2 separate regions of the Mus musculus genome follow, and region 1 is linked to region 2. The links are chromatin contacts, called in public ChIA-PET maps. All regions are on one chromosome and are shown on one strand. Each heading gives the region's core, a stretch centred on a gene start, on an enhancer-like site or on the middle of the called end of the contact. The rest is flanking DNA. Distances are from core to core; before and after follow the strand shown. Region 1 overlaps Lrguk (leucine-rich repeats and guanylate kinase domain containing). Region 2 overlaps Slc35b4 (solute carrier family 35, member B4).

The links. ChIA-PET counts read pairs in DNA pulled down with a chosen protein or histone mark.
Region 1: an SMC1A ChIA-PET map of the G1E-ER4 cell line shows a contact between it and region 2, with 6 read pairs. The contact joins two enhancer-like sites. A contact is called at or near these places in 1 of 15 datasets of contacts at CTCF or cohesin (the G1E-ER4 cell line), 4 of 484 Hi-C or Micro-C datasets (the P5424 cell line, embryonic stem cells, nephron progenitors and 1 more), 2 of 115 datasets of contacts at active chromatin or transcription factors (the HPC-7 cell line and embryonic stem cells) and 3 of 9 other capture datasets (adipose tissue, embryonic stem cells and liver).

Annotation. Positions count from the first base shown.
Region 1 is chr6:34,065,645-34,072,705 of GRCm38.p6, forward strand. It overlaps Lrguk (leucine-rich repeats and guanylate kinase domain containing), which reads left to right. Exons shown (of 20, transcript NM_028886.1): 8 at 5,417-5,497; 9 at 6,726-6,812. Among named protein-coding and RNA genes, the nearest start is that of Gm38786, 39 kb to the left of the region's middle. Within about 2 kb of position 3,812, at least 4 of the 459 cell types and tissues checked have an H3K27ac peak or open chromatin away from gene starts, as enhancers often do. A contact at or near this core is called in the G1E-ER4 cell line, where this site is marked.
Region 2 is chr6:34,153,671-34,160,814 of GRCm38.p6, forward strand. Slc35b4 (solute carrier family 35, member B4) reads right to left here. Exons shown (of 10, transcript NM_021435.3): 8 at 6,803-6,878; 9 at 5,763-5,838; 10 at 2,209-4,956. The coding sequence ends at 4,710. Among named protein-coding and RNA genes, the nearest start is that of Gm13855, 20 kb to the right of the region's middle. Within about 2 kb of position 2,616, at least 122 of the 459 cell types and tissues checked have an H3K27ac peak or open chromatin away from gene starts, as enhancers often do. A contact at or near this core is called in the G1E-ER4 cell line, where this site is marked.

The DNA of each region.
Region 1 (7,061 bases), core at 2,562-5,061, 87 kb before region 2:
CCTACTTCCTCCCAGAAGCACTATTCTTGTCAGGGGTTACTCTGAATCTTGGTGCTTGGTGGTGGGGCTAGGGGTAGGTGCTGTTGTTTTTCGAGACAGGGTTTGTCTATGTAGCCCTGACTATTCTGGAATTTACTTTGTAGACCAAGCTGGCCTCAGACTCATAGATCCCTGCCTCTGGGATTAAAGGCGTGCACCACTCTGTCTGGCTCATACCTCAGAATGTATTATCAGTACTTCTTGCCAGTGATTGTAAGGAGTAGCAATATAATGCTTGTAAAATGACAGGTGCAAAGAAAGAATTTCAGTCCTAAGTAAGCCCTGGACACTCTCCTGTGATATGGACGGAGGTGGCAACAGCTAAGCATTGCTTCTGTAACGCTTTAGATGGGGCATGGTCAGATGCGAAGGATTTCATGCTTGCCACTGTTGAGCAATATGCTCTTTTCAATGGCTCAGGCAAGCAGTGAAAGGATCTTCCCCTGGAGCCTGGCTTCATACTTTTGTTCATGTGTATGAGCAAAAAGAATTCGTGGGGAGCTGACTGACTGCTGAGTGCACTTGACCTCTCTCTCTCTCTCTCTCTCTCTCTCTCTCTCTCTCTCTCTCTCTCTCTCTCTCTCTCTCTGAGTTTACATTTATTAGGCTTGAGGAATGGCTGGGTACATGATCTGGGGGGCGGGGGGGGGGTCCTGGGTTATTGCAGAGGCTAACCCTGAAGCAGAGGCAGCCCAAGGTTGGGCTATTAGAGATGCTGTCATGGTCACATCACTGTTACAGTCAGTCTCTCTTCTACTCCTGCCATTGGGGATGAGCAAGGGGGAGGCCAGCCCAGGCTAGGTAGCCTGAGCTGCTATCCAGTCCTAGAAATAGTGGCAGTATCCCGGGTTCTCTGCTGAGTGCCGATAGGTGTTCCCTTGCAGCCCTGTTCCTAAGCTGCTTCGTTGGCTCATCAGTACTTTTTGAGATTTCAGGTCAAGACCAATGTGACTTTCCCTTTAGTCATGACTCTTACTTAATGTGGACTCCATAGCAGCAAGCTTGGCCTGCCTGCACTTAAACCAGTTCATAGGTTTGGAGTGAGCCTGCTAAAGAAGTCAAGGACTTGACTAAGATCATTAGTCCATCGGAGTAGGACAGAAGATGTGTTAGGGTCAGGTCTACACTACTTAGGGAGGGGGACCAGTTCACTTCGGGCTAAGCATGGGCCACATGCTCTTTGGTTAGGGATTAGAGGGCAGAAGTGCCATCATTTTCCTCCTGTCTGCCTCACAGACTCCATGTCTAGCCTCTCCAGCACCTCCTCCTGTGTTCCCGGTCCTCCGCAGGGCTTTTCATTGTTATTATTGCTGAAGATTACATCATATCACGTTTTATACTTTATATCGTGATGAGTTATTTTCCTTCCCTCTAGAATAGTGTTTTTCAACTTGTGGATCGCAACCTCTTTGGGGGTCAAATGACCCTTTCACAGGGGTGGCCTCGGGCCATCAGAAAGCATATATATTTACATTATTATTCATGACAGTAGCAAAGTTACCATTCTAGAGTAGCAACGAAAGTAATGTTATGTTTGGGGTCCACCCAACATGAGGAACTGCAGTAAAGGGTAGCAGTGTTCAGGAGCACGAGAACCACTGTGCTAGCGTGATAGTTGACCTTGGGGAGTTTATTTTGTTCAAATTTTACAATATCTGGTTTGTAGTTGGTACTTAAGAAGGTTGTTGGATGAAAATATGACTCTCAGGAGCCCTCAGCCCCTCTCCTCTGAAGGGTGTGGGTGATGTTTAAGGTGCGGTAAAATTCTAGGAAGACCATGTATAAGAAGGAGGCTCAGAAGTTTCCCTACTGGGCGAAGAAAGAGCATGAAGATCAGTATACCTGTTTTAATGGAGACTGTGAGGGTCTTCCGTACGGCAGAGGCGGTGAAGAAGGAGGAAGATCCCAGAGAGCCATCTGAGAAGGAAATAGTGAGGCAGAATAGAGGTAGTGGATGAGGAGAAGATGTTGCGAATGATTGAAGACTATGTCAGGTGACTTCAATAGTGGTGCTAACCAGCATGGTGGTGGGGCAGGATGTCCCTAAATGTTTTAGCAGCAGGATCCACTCCAGGGTAGCTGCTGTGTAGGGAGCTGCACGACGCCCTCTCTCTCAGGTAAATGTGGTTGTGGAGCAACTTCCCCTGGAAGGTAATGCTTCAAGGTAGATTGGGTTCAACTGTGACATCCCCCACCAAGGATGTGCCCAAGCCCCTTGGCCTGCTGAACGTAACCTGGGTTAGAAAAGGGATTTCTACAGATGAGGTTAGTGATTCCAAGATGAGATTGTCACCCCGGAATCAAGAGTTAGGGAGGCCTAAAAGACAGTGGTTTTTTTGTTTGTTTGTTTTTCAGTTATCAGTTTATTTTATGTCTGTGGGTACATGTATGTCTGTGTACATGTATGAGTTGTGATGGTTTCAAGTCTCCATGTAGCTGGGAATGGAACTTAGTTCCTCCTAACTGATGACCCATCTCTCAGGCCTGGGTGTTCTTACAAGAGACAGAAGGGAGAAAGCAGACACAGGCACTGGCTTTATGTTGCTCTAAGTCAGTGCTCTCTATCTTTACCAGAAGCTGGGAAAGACAAGGAAGAGTTCTCCTCTAGAGCCCTCGAAGGAACCTCAGGCTCTCCAGCCAGCCCTGGATTGTAGGCTCATCTTCAGAGCCAGAAGAATTGGTTCCTGTTAGCTTGGCCTATAAGTTTTGGGGTTGTTATGGACCCTCCAAGGCTCGTGTATGTGTGGCGCTATGTCTGGGGAATGGAGGGGAGTTTGGGAGTTATATTTAACTGTGATCTCTTATCATTTCTGAATTTTGTGTTTTAATAAATCTTCCTTATTTTGATTTTTAAAATATTCTTACGTTTTTTTTTTTTGTAATTTCAAGTTTTGGAATTTTTCTTTTTCACTATGTAGTTTGTAAGTAGGGTGTGTGTGTGTGTGTGTGTGTGTGTGCGTGCAGTGTGCAACAGACATTGAATTCCCATATAGAAAACAAATTGTCCCAACATTTCAAAAAGCTGATTTAATAGCATAAGATAATCTATTAATGGATCTGTCAGGATTTATTGAATTATTTACTTATTGAAATTTGTTGTGTTTACAACTTGCTGTTAAAATAATGTTGAAGTATATATGCTCACACATAAATCCATCGTTACATGCATTTTTTATTATTTCCTTATGATGGATTTCTGGAAATGCCATTTCTGGGAATGGCTGTCATAAAACTTGTTGATTTCTGTTTTGAACATTCATGCTTTCTCTTCCCACTGCAGTTATGAAGTTAGGATAACTTACTGTAGGCATGTCTGGCTGTTCGTTTGTCAACAGGATCATTTAAAAATTGTCTGTCTGGTGGTGAAACCTGGTGCCTTGTATACTGTTTTATATATATTTCTTTGATTATCAATGAGGTTAAACATTTTTTAAAATTTTATTTCTTTTTAAAAATTATCAGCCAGGCGTGGTGGTGCACACCTTTAATCTCAGCACTTGGGAGTCAGAGGCAGGCGGATTTCTGAGTTCGAGGCCAGCCTGGTCTACAGAGTAAGTTCCAGGACAGCCAGGGCTACACAGAGAAACCCTGTTTTGAAAAACCAAAAAAAAAAAAAAAAAAAAAAATCAGTCCATTCTCTTAGCCATCATTTTCTTTATGACAGTTGTAATTTGCTTCTTATTGAATGTAAGGTATTTCAGCTACACATTTAAAATGATGTGTAGAATAAGTCGACACTTTCTGTAATAGACTTCTTTATTATTTTTATCTTCTTGTGAAATCTTTTTCCGTTCTGGATCTGACACGTGCTTATCTAAACCGTTTTCCTCTGCGTCACTTTGGCCTTTACTTCTTTTTTATTTTTTCTCTACTGTTTCTTTTTTGAGCAAAACAATTTTAAGAGTAGGAGACTTTCATATCTCACTCTCCTCTTTTTTGTATTTACTCCTTTGTTTAGCATGTGGATAAACATGAATGGATGTGCACTATATGCAGGCAGTGTCACTGAGACCAGAAGAGTCCCAGGTCTCCTGGGACTGTCATGTGGGTGCTGGGAACAGAGTCCTAGTTTCCTGGAGGAGCAGCCAGTGCTCTTAATCCCCCTTCCTGTCTCCCTGACCCCTCCCTCCATGGTTGTTTCTGTTCTTTTGTTAGATATGCTTTTGTTTGTTAGTTACAGCACTCTGGCCTGACACTCACTGTGTAGTCCAAGCTGGCCACGAAACCACAAAGATCTGTCCACCTCTGCCTTCTGAGGGCTGGGATTAAGGTCACGTAACACCGCACGCAGCTATCTTGAATCCTTAATCTATAATTTAGTTTGTCTTATAACTGAAATGGTTAGTCCTTTACATCCTAACACATCAAAATGTGTGTGGCAGCTTGCTGCTACTCTAGCTAGATTGATTTTGGGATGGGCGACACTTGGAACTTTGGAGTTTGCCTTTCTGATTACATTATTGGAAATGTCATCCTTTGAAGGTGGCATGTGTGTGTCCACCCCTGACTTAGTTTTGGGATAATTTGCATTTTGGTGTCACTTGGGTGTGGACAACTCAGAAATGATCTGTGAACCCGTTGGTAAAATACTTTTATGAGGCATGCAGAATGCTGTGAGAAACACTAATTTATTACAAAACTCACTCTCTGTGTCTGAAATTAGATTGTAATTGTTTATTGTAGAAAATTTAAGTAAGCCTATTTGTGTCTTTAGTATGGTCGAGGGTGCAGGACCGCTGTAACCCAGGCTGTCCCCCTGGCTAAACCAAGGCACTGTCCATCTGCAGAATCATTTCCGTTTTTTTTTTTTTTTTTTTTTTTTTCCAACCCGGAAGTTCTTAACATACAACCCTGGCATTGGCACACACCTTTAGTTACAGCACTTGGGATGCAGAGCCAGGAGTATCTCTGTGATTTCAAGGCCAGCTAGGCCAGCTAGGGTTGCATAGGGACCTCCAAATAAACAAACAAACAAACAAATCATACAGTTTCCACTGTAAAGTAGTTCTTATGGGAAGAGCATAGAGTTGCATGTTTCCTAGCTGTCAGAAGGCCTAACCAACCACAGACACAGCAGGGGAGGAGAGGCCCTGAGGAGTGAAGTCAGAGCCTGGAGGGCTGGGGGGGGGGGCTGTTTCTCTTCCTTTACACACTATCTTACCGAAGTTAATGTGCTCTTTCCTGTGTTCTGCAATGGCCTTGTGGTATTCTCATTGAAAAGCTGGATATTCAACAGGACATGTTTAAAATAAATTACATTTAAAGGAGCTAATTATATTGGCTCTTTTTATATTGTGTTGCTTATTGTCTTCTGCTCACTGGCTGTTGACAGTGAATTTATTTATTTATTAATAATTTATTTATTTTGATCAAATAGATTAAGGAGCTGAGTGAAATAGAATACATTGAAAATCTTCCTATCCTTCGAGTTCTCAATCTACTAAGGAATCCAATTCAGGTGAGAGATTGTTTTTCTCAGGGGTAGGGGAGGGGAGAGGAACAGGGGCCAAGTCTTGAAATTTTGATTGAGCATTGATTGGGAGCATCAGGAAGGTGAATACAGCCCCCAACTCCCCACCCCTCCAAAAACAATTACAACAGCTACCACTTCAAACAACTTGTTTTGAAAAAGTAAGATTGTCTCTCATGGCCAATAAACTGTCAACTGCCCCAGTTCCCCTAAAGCCCACATTTGAAAAGTCACTTAGTTCATGGTCCTTTAAGACAGATGGTGGATGGAGCTAAACATTATAACAGAGAATTGTAATTAAAATTGTAAAGCAGCATTCTTTTATATCGGAGAATAAAGAGCCCAGAGGTCCAGACAGAATGTGGTTCCTGTTTTATAACAGAGGGAAAGCAGATGAATTCATTTATAAACCAACATTCTCACAGCACACTTTGAAGTATGCAAGAGAAGCTTTAAAATGTTCCAACTGGTGTTTAATAATCATACAGGTTTCTGGGGTGCAGTGTGGCGGTCCACTCACACATAGAACACGGAGTGATCTAGTCCTGTGTCTCTGTGTTGGGACCCTAATCGAATATGCTGTTACACATTTACTTCTCATGCATTCCCATCTGTGAAAGGCATCTTACACCCAAGTCTTGCTATTCAGGGAGGTGAAGCATCTTATTCAAAATAAACCCCTCAGTTACGGCTTTAAAGTCAGGCCATCCTAACAGCAGTCAGGGAATACAGAGGAATCTGTTCCTAAGCAATTGACATTTTATTACTGTAAGACAAGTTCAGAGTGATCCCAACTAATACAAAAGAACACAATAAATAATCAACCCATAATGAAATCATAAGAAAACGTCAAATGTCATTATTTTCAGTAATGAAACTCTTTGGCTTTAGTAGAGAAGGGTTTGGAGTCTTAGATGAGCTGCCTATGTCTGTGGGCTCAGCCTCGACACCAGAGGATAATCCTGCCTTCCCGCTTATCTCACGGAGATTAGTGAGATCTGCACATTTGAAGAGCTTTATAAATTACAGGACACATTCTGTAGCTTGGTTGTTAATTGAAGGGGGCCTGACAGACGTGAGAATGCAGAGCCCTGTGTTGGGGTCTGGAATGCAGGGTCATGGTGGCAAGTGTTGAGAGGCTCCTAAGGATAGAAGAATGGCACTTGCTGACCTGGGAAAGAGGAAGGCCATTCAATAGTCCTCTTGTTTTAAACAGACCAAGCCCGAGTACTGGTTCTTCGTGATATATATGCTGCTGCGACTGACAGAGTTAGACCAGCAGAAGATTAAGGTAGAAGAAAAGGTATGTAACCATGTTGCCTCACGTGTTTTCTGGTTGAGACATTCAAAAGTGTCAGGTGCTTACAGCAGGACATGTAACCAATCAGTGAGAAGCAGAGCCGTATGCAAATTAATTCTTCATTTAGGATCAACTTCCTTGTCCTAGGATTTGCCAGCTGAACCCTCTGTTAAGCTGGGCAATTACAGGTGTTCCATGGGTACAATGGGAAGTCTGGCAGCGAGGAGTCCAGGAACCCCTCCTGCTGCTCAT
Region 2 (7,144 bases), core at 1,366-3,865:
CCAGCTCTGATCTTTGTTCTTAAAATGTACTACTCAATGAAGCGTTCCGAGTCTGGATGAATAAAATCCTCACCACCATAATTTGCTACTTTTCAAATCATCCTTCTTGGGAAGCTGAGGCCATTCTCTGGAAAGAAAGCAAACAGCTCGGAAATGCTCGCAATTGCGAGCAAAGCACAAAGGCTTTCTTGTGTTGCTGGGGGATAACCACTGCCTCCCACTTTGCCTGAGGAGTCTACCTTCCACCAGAAAAGATGTAAAATAACTCGTCTGTCAAAGGCATCATTACACGCCCCCCCCCTCAAATATGGGCGGTGTCTGGATGCAGACCAGGCCTTTTCTGCCTGTGGCTCTTTTGCTGCTTGCCTCATGGTGGTAATTTCCGTAGGCAAAGCTCAGGGGAAGAAGTTTGTGATACTCAGAGAAGACCAAGATACACAGCTCTCCAGACAGCAGTAATACTGACTGCAGGGTGCTGGTCACCAAGCAGCCACTTCAAAAACCCTTAGGACTCTAACAATCTGGTGAGTTTCTTCCTGAACATCAACTGTACATGGTAATATGCACACAAGCCTCTTCCCTCTTCCCTACCACCACGCATCAAGAGAGCAAAAAGCTGGGTAGCATTCTCTGGACCTCTCCCAATAACTGCTCCCCACTCTTTTTCTTCTTTGGAGCCACTGGGCTGTTCCCTTCCTTGGCTGTAAGGAACCATTATGGAGAGGGAGGAAGAGGCCTTGGCAAGCATTTACTTTCTCATGTAACACACGTCAGACACTTTGCCAGGAGCTGGCAGTTCAGAAATGAATTATGCATGCTCCCGGCCTCTTCCATTCCTGGAATGTCTACAGTGAGGAAACTTCTAAAAAAAAAAAAAGAATATACAATAAAATTGAGAAGGGCCAGCCTCCAATCCCAGCTCTGGTCATAGCAAACATATTCCAGTGCTTAAATACTGTAAATACTTATTTCCAAACACTACACTGGTAGTAATGAGCACATTTTCTCTATATTCTGTCAATGTCAGCTTCAAGTGCCACAGACAAGATGCAGTCAATAACTCTCAGCGGAAAGCCCAAAGCACTTTGTTTATGTAGCAGGAGTTCCTCCTAATTCTATCTGCCGCTAGCCAAAGAGAAGATCTGGGTGTCAGATCTTTAACACACGCTTTTTCCTCTAAGTACGCTATCTGCTCAGATACTGACTCCATTCCCCTTCCCCGACTTTAGGCTAAAAAGAGCCCAACTAGAAGGGACATGTAGCAGTGGTTCTCTGCTCCTGGGCTGAGCTGGACAAGAATACGCAGTCGGTTCAGATAAAGCTTCCATGCAAGCTCTCTGCCGAGTGCTTCCCATACACTGCACTCTTACTAGCGATGCTTACAGAAACACTAGACAAGGCATTCTAGATGGATATAAATACCCTAGAAAACTCCTGAAAATTACCACAAGCCCCAGGGACTCAACTGCCCAAGGGGATGCAGGTGCAGTCAGGAACCCAGGGGTCAGGAAGAGCAAAGGCACAAAATCCAAAAGCGGACCCCAGCATGGAGGAAAGCGGGCCCGGGAAATGACTGCAGGCTGAGACCCCTCAGAACTACCATGTGTTCCTCCCAGAACAGAAGAGGGCAGCCACAGGCAGCACCAACCACCCTGGCAGAGAACTGAGTGCTGGACTTTGGTCAGCTGGGCAGGAAGAAGGGGAAAGGATATGCAGAACCAACCTCATAAAATCAACTGTAAGTCTACCTAGTGTATTGGGTGAAAAGAAAACAAAAGAATCCACACTATCTATGGGGCCCTAGGTCTGATCCTCGGCACTGCGAGAAAAAAGTTTAAGAACTGAAAACATGTTTCTAGTGAAAGTGATAAAGACGGCGTCGGCAACAGCAGGTTGTGAGATAGTAAGTATAACCCAAGCGTCCACCCCTGTCCTGCCACCTCATACACGAGTCATGCTGCCGTGCGGCCGCAGACACACTACATTTCCCGGCTAGAGGCCTTTGCTATTTGGCTTTTGCTCTAGAGTTTTACATGTCTTAAGCTCTATTTTGAGACAAACGATATGCTCTGTCTCTGAACAAAGGTGTTTAATAGGCAGTTCTCTACATTCCATGGAGCCTGGTCCTTGGTAAAATGGCTTATTTGCCCTTTTAAAACCTTTACAGTCCACATGCTAAACAAACAAACAAACAAACAAACAAATGGCAAAGAGAAATGACTTTTATAAAGAGTGATTTTATGGATGTATCCAGAGATGGTCCTATTAAGGGGTTAGCTGGTGTAGGGAGGACAAACAGCATATGTGTGCTCTTATTTGTAGCTCCTGAGCTTTGTAGAGAGACATGAAACCACGGTGTGTATGCGATCTGAAGGTAGAAGGCAAAACTGTTCAGGGGAACAGCAGGACCTAACACGGGGAGAGGAGAGCTTGGGGGAAGTACTCAACTGCAGGGAAGTGTCCAACCACAGGGCCCTGTGCAACAAGCATACACAATGAGAAGGAAAACAGAACCTTTAGAAGGGCAATTTTACAAAACTGTAACTAGTGCCGGTTACATTTTCTTCTGTCTACTGCACGGCAGGAAGCAGCTGGGGCACTTGCTAGCTTGAGCCAGCAGAGCCCGCACTCTTATCTGTTCTTACATCTCCTTCAACAAAACCCACAAAGGGATACACATTCTGAAACCCTAACCGGTCCAGTTAGATTGTATCAGCCAGTCTCAGGGAACTACAAGCTGTGTGCTACTTCTCCCAACATAAAAAGGGAAGCTCTAGGTAACTGAAGGTTATAGCCTGTTAGGAGTAATCAGAATGGAGCCTCAAGAGCCCCGAGGGACAGATTCTTCTGTTAAACTGGAAGAAAAAAGTACTTTTTATTACTGTCTTTTTAAGGGGGCTTTTAACACTTGGTATTTATAGCAACATTGGTCCAGGCAACCCCACATATTTCAAAGTAGCTACAGAGCTTCTGGGACTGTGAATGGGTTCACATCTAATTCAGGTCTTTGAGAACAGACCATTACCAGCACTGGGAAGCTGTCAATGGCCAGAATGACAATCAGTCTGCAAACCTGGGGACTTAGGTGGAGAAACAGTATCTGCATTTAATGTAACAGAAAAAAGTCTTAACTGCCTTCCCAGGGGACCCAGAGGATTAGGACAGTTCTCTTTGCCTTCCCAGGGGACCCAGAGGATTGGGATAGTTCTCTTTGCTGCTGCTGTTCAGACCCATCAAAGAGCATCTTCAGAGGGTGCAACAAAGAGCTACAGTGAGCCGAGGAGATGGAGAGCCACTCCTCAGTCTGAGCACAGTCAGCACATAGTGGAAGAATGGAAGGCTGTCGTCTGTGCGAGAGAAACATTGTGTGTAGCTGTTTGCAGAGGAGCAGATGGCTAGGTGAGGGTAATGAGGGTCTGGCCCTAAGTGGGGACGAGGAAAGAAAGCAACACAATGTTCTTGTTCTTCAATCACATACAATCCAGCTAAGGGCACACAAGCGCCACATGCTGTGTGACAGGGTTACTCTTCCTCAAGGGGATCCAAGAGAGGACAATCAGACCTTCAGAGTGATCAGCGGAAAAGAGCCAGGCCTGTTTCTGTATGTAAACATGCTGTGTCATGCCACCTCCCAGGCACACCCAAAAGCAGTCCCATATCTATGGAACAAGAAGACTTCACCCTGCCGCAGCTGGGGTTTGAGCACACTCACGCCTGTGTATCAATCAATCATCATCGATGACTTGACAGGTGACAATTCTCAGAAGTATCTTCTGGCTACCAGGTCTTAACGCCTCTCACAGACACATATTTGAAACCCACAGGAGTCCCATGGAAGTGTGTGGCTGGGTTCACAGGGGCAACAGTCTCTCAGGGTGCTGAAAGAGTGAGCTGTATTGGGCCACACTTCCTTCTCCATCTCCGTAAACAGGCCAAGGGGCTTCACGTGGGAGATGGAAGGAAAGGTCTCCCTCTTCTCGATCCACTTTCAAGTTTTCTTCCTTTCTAATGTGCAATGAGCGCTGCAGGACTGCTCTAACTACAGAAAGCAACAGGTGAAAGAAGTGTGTGATCTTTGCATTGACTAATCAAATAACGTGAAATGTGCGTGGTGGGATCCAGCCGTCTACTCCAGCATCACCGGCATCCAGCTCACAGATCTGCTCATGGGGACAACTGCTTCTCTCCCAACACCAACACGCTGGAGGGAGTCCGGCCTCATCACTCCTGGGGTCTAATTTTTCGCATGTCCACTGGATCACTCAGTGCCTGATTGTGCCTGGAATGTTGGCTGTGCTGCAAAGTGCTTAAGTGTGCAGGGGTGACGGGAGGAAAGAGGTACATAGCAAAAAGGCATCGGTAGCAACAAGTGCGACACAGGTAGAAAACTAGAAGCTCTGAGACTTGGAATTCAACAAATATGGTTCTGATGTTCTGGCAAAGAAATAGAAAAGCAAATGCAGAGGCTGCCCGACGGTCTGCCTGGTAGCCTTGCTTGTTTTGTTTATTCTATCTCAGGGATGCCTATGTGGAATCTACAAATGCAGACTCGTGAGAGCAGATGAGTCCCATCCTTTTGGAGGAAGCTCTGGAGCCTTTCTGCTTCAATACTCTGGTAATTTGGCATCAGCTAAAGTGAAATGGTGGCCAGACCTGCAGCAGAGGCCGCTCTCACATAACACCGTCTGTCTGTCTGTCCCAGGCAGACCTCAGTCCTTCTTGTCATCCTTTTGCAGCTCACTTTTTGTGGTCCCGAGGTTTTTCCACACCTCTGTGTACATTAAGGTTCCAATGAAGACAAACGAGGTGCCCAGCCAGTGCCACATAGTGAACTGGTTCTGGAAGTACAAGATAGAAAAGATGAGGCTCACAAACTTGCGCAGAGTCACAACCAGTGTGACGGTGAGGGAGGTACACTCTGTTGTAAGGATGAACACACCCCGGATGCACACATATCTGGAGGAGTGGTTAAGGCTGTTCTCTGTAAACTAGGGTTTAGGTTCAAGTCCTGGCTTCAACTTGACATGCTGAGAAAACAGGAAGAATGCTGTGTGGACTCTCCTTAGCAGGACTTGCCGAAGGACTCTGGCCCTGCCATTCCTAAGCCCATTACTACGGATTGTCCTTACAGTTTATAATGAAGGTCATCTTGAACTGAATGCCGGAGTGCCACTCTCGGGAAGGGGATCCTACTCAACTTATTCTGTCTTGTCCTCAGGCCCTCCAATCTCTCCTGAAGCTCTGTATGGCAAATCTATGTGGTTTCAGGGGAGGCACTCAACCGCCATCTGTTTCAATGTTTTAAAGATGCCACGACTCATATAGTAGTAAGGTCCTTCTACTAACATAATTACTTTTAAAGTAGTCTCAATTTGAAGTTTGTTTCAGAACCTTGCAGCGACTTATAATAGTCATGAATAATAACTATTTTCTAGGATACCAGGAACCCAGGCAGGAATCTCAGACTATTTCATAACATAACCAGCTGTAAGCAATCCACGGAGTCCTGTTTCCTCAGTGGGACCTATCTGACCTTCTGCACCATCAATCCACGGAGTCCTGTTTCCTCAGTGGGACCTATCTGACCTTCTGCACCATTACTCTCTTTCCCTCTACAAAGGGGCTTCATGAATGGGTTTATCTGTCTCCAGCTTACCATATAAATCAAGGCAGAACCCAAATTCATATCCCCACATTGTTAGAATAAACAATCCTCTGCCAAAGCAACATGGGGACAGACATAAAAGAGGACTAAAGGATACTGAGTCACGACATTCATGAGGAGGTAGAACCACATGACGGGCATCGTCACACCGATGACTGGAACTTGATAGAGTTCTGCAGAGGCAAAGAGATGACACAATCATGGCGGCATGGACAGACCAAGGTTATACAGGCAAAAACAGGGACGGGAACTGCAGCACCGTTTCCCTTGAAAGCAGCTGGCATGCACGTCTCTTCCCTACCTGCTCTCAGTCTGTGCTAACCACAGGAGTGGGGCTCCATGGGGATCCCCAGGATCTCCACAAACCAGGACATTAATAGTGACAAGTGAGGTCTTGTAGTTCGGAGCCTCGAGGTCCCTTTTACTACTACTTTCATAACACATTTCTAGGTCAAAAGACGACAGACACAGCACCAGCACAGGCAGATCAGGCCCAATGTGGTATACAATGCATTTCCTTACCTGTGCTGTGTGCAACAGACAGCCTTGATTTAAACAAGACTTTTCTTATTGTCTACCTATCTACATAAGTACTTTTAGACGATCAGGTTGTATGTGTGAGGTCTTTCCAGGGGAGTGACCATCCATCATCAACTTACTACATAGTTGCCCTAAAAAGCAACAGCCCATCTTCATACAGACACTTCACGCTGGTTTCACATTTCTTCTTTTAAAATGTTGTTTGTAATTACTTTATCTTGTTTATTTAATCTGTAGCTAGGAGACAAGCCCTGTCATCATTTTGCTCTGGCGTGCTTGGCGCCGAGGCGACTGGGACCTGTGAGCAGCTCTGCCTTTCACAGACAAGATAGAGACAGCCAGGCTGCCACCCCACCTCCCAGGGCTCCAACCCAGCTTCGTACCCAGACTCAAAACACACAATGCCAAAGGATATTAGGAGAGAGCGCGGGAAGCTCTCTCTCGCTGCTGCAACTACTGACTAACAGCCCTGTTTGGACGCCCCGGAGGAGCAACGGCTCAGACAAACATGAGATAAGCCGTGCTTGAGCCAAATGTCAAAGTGAGGCTTTGCCTCAGAAACTGCCGGCGAACACTGCCACATGACCCCAGACTTACCAGACTTATTGAACAGGACAACGTGGTCATAAATATCAGAGGCCAAGAAGATGAACCCGGGAAGTGGAAGGGCGTGCTGTGGGAAGAAACGGATCACACAGAGGTAACTGCAAACTCACCGAAGCACAGTTAGGGTAGCTCTACAACGACTCAAGCAGGCCAGGGAGCACGAGCGCCCCCTAAGGTGAGGTGTCTAGTGCCTCTGTGCCCTCCAGTGACATCTTATGGAGTCTGATGGTCACCATGGAGAAAGCACATGGAGTAGGGTCCTTCCCTCTACAAGGGAAATGGGGACCTCAGCACACAGACATTGTGCCCAAAAGGAGTTGCTACATACTATAT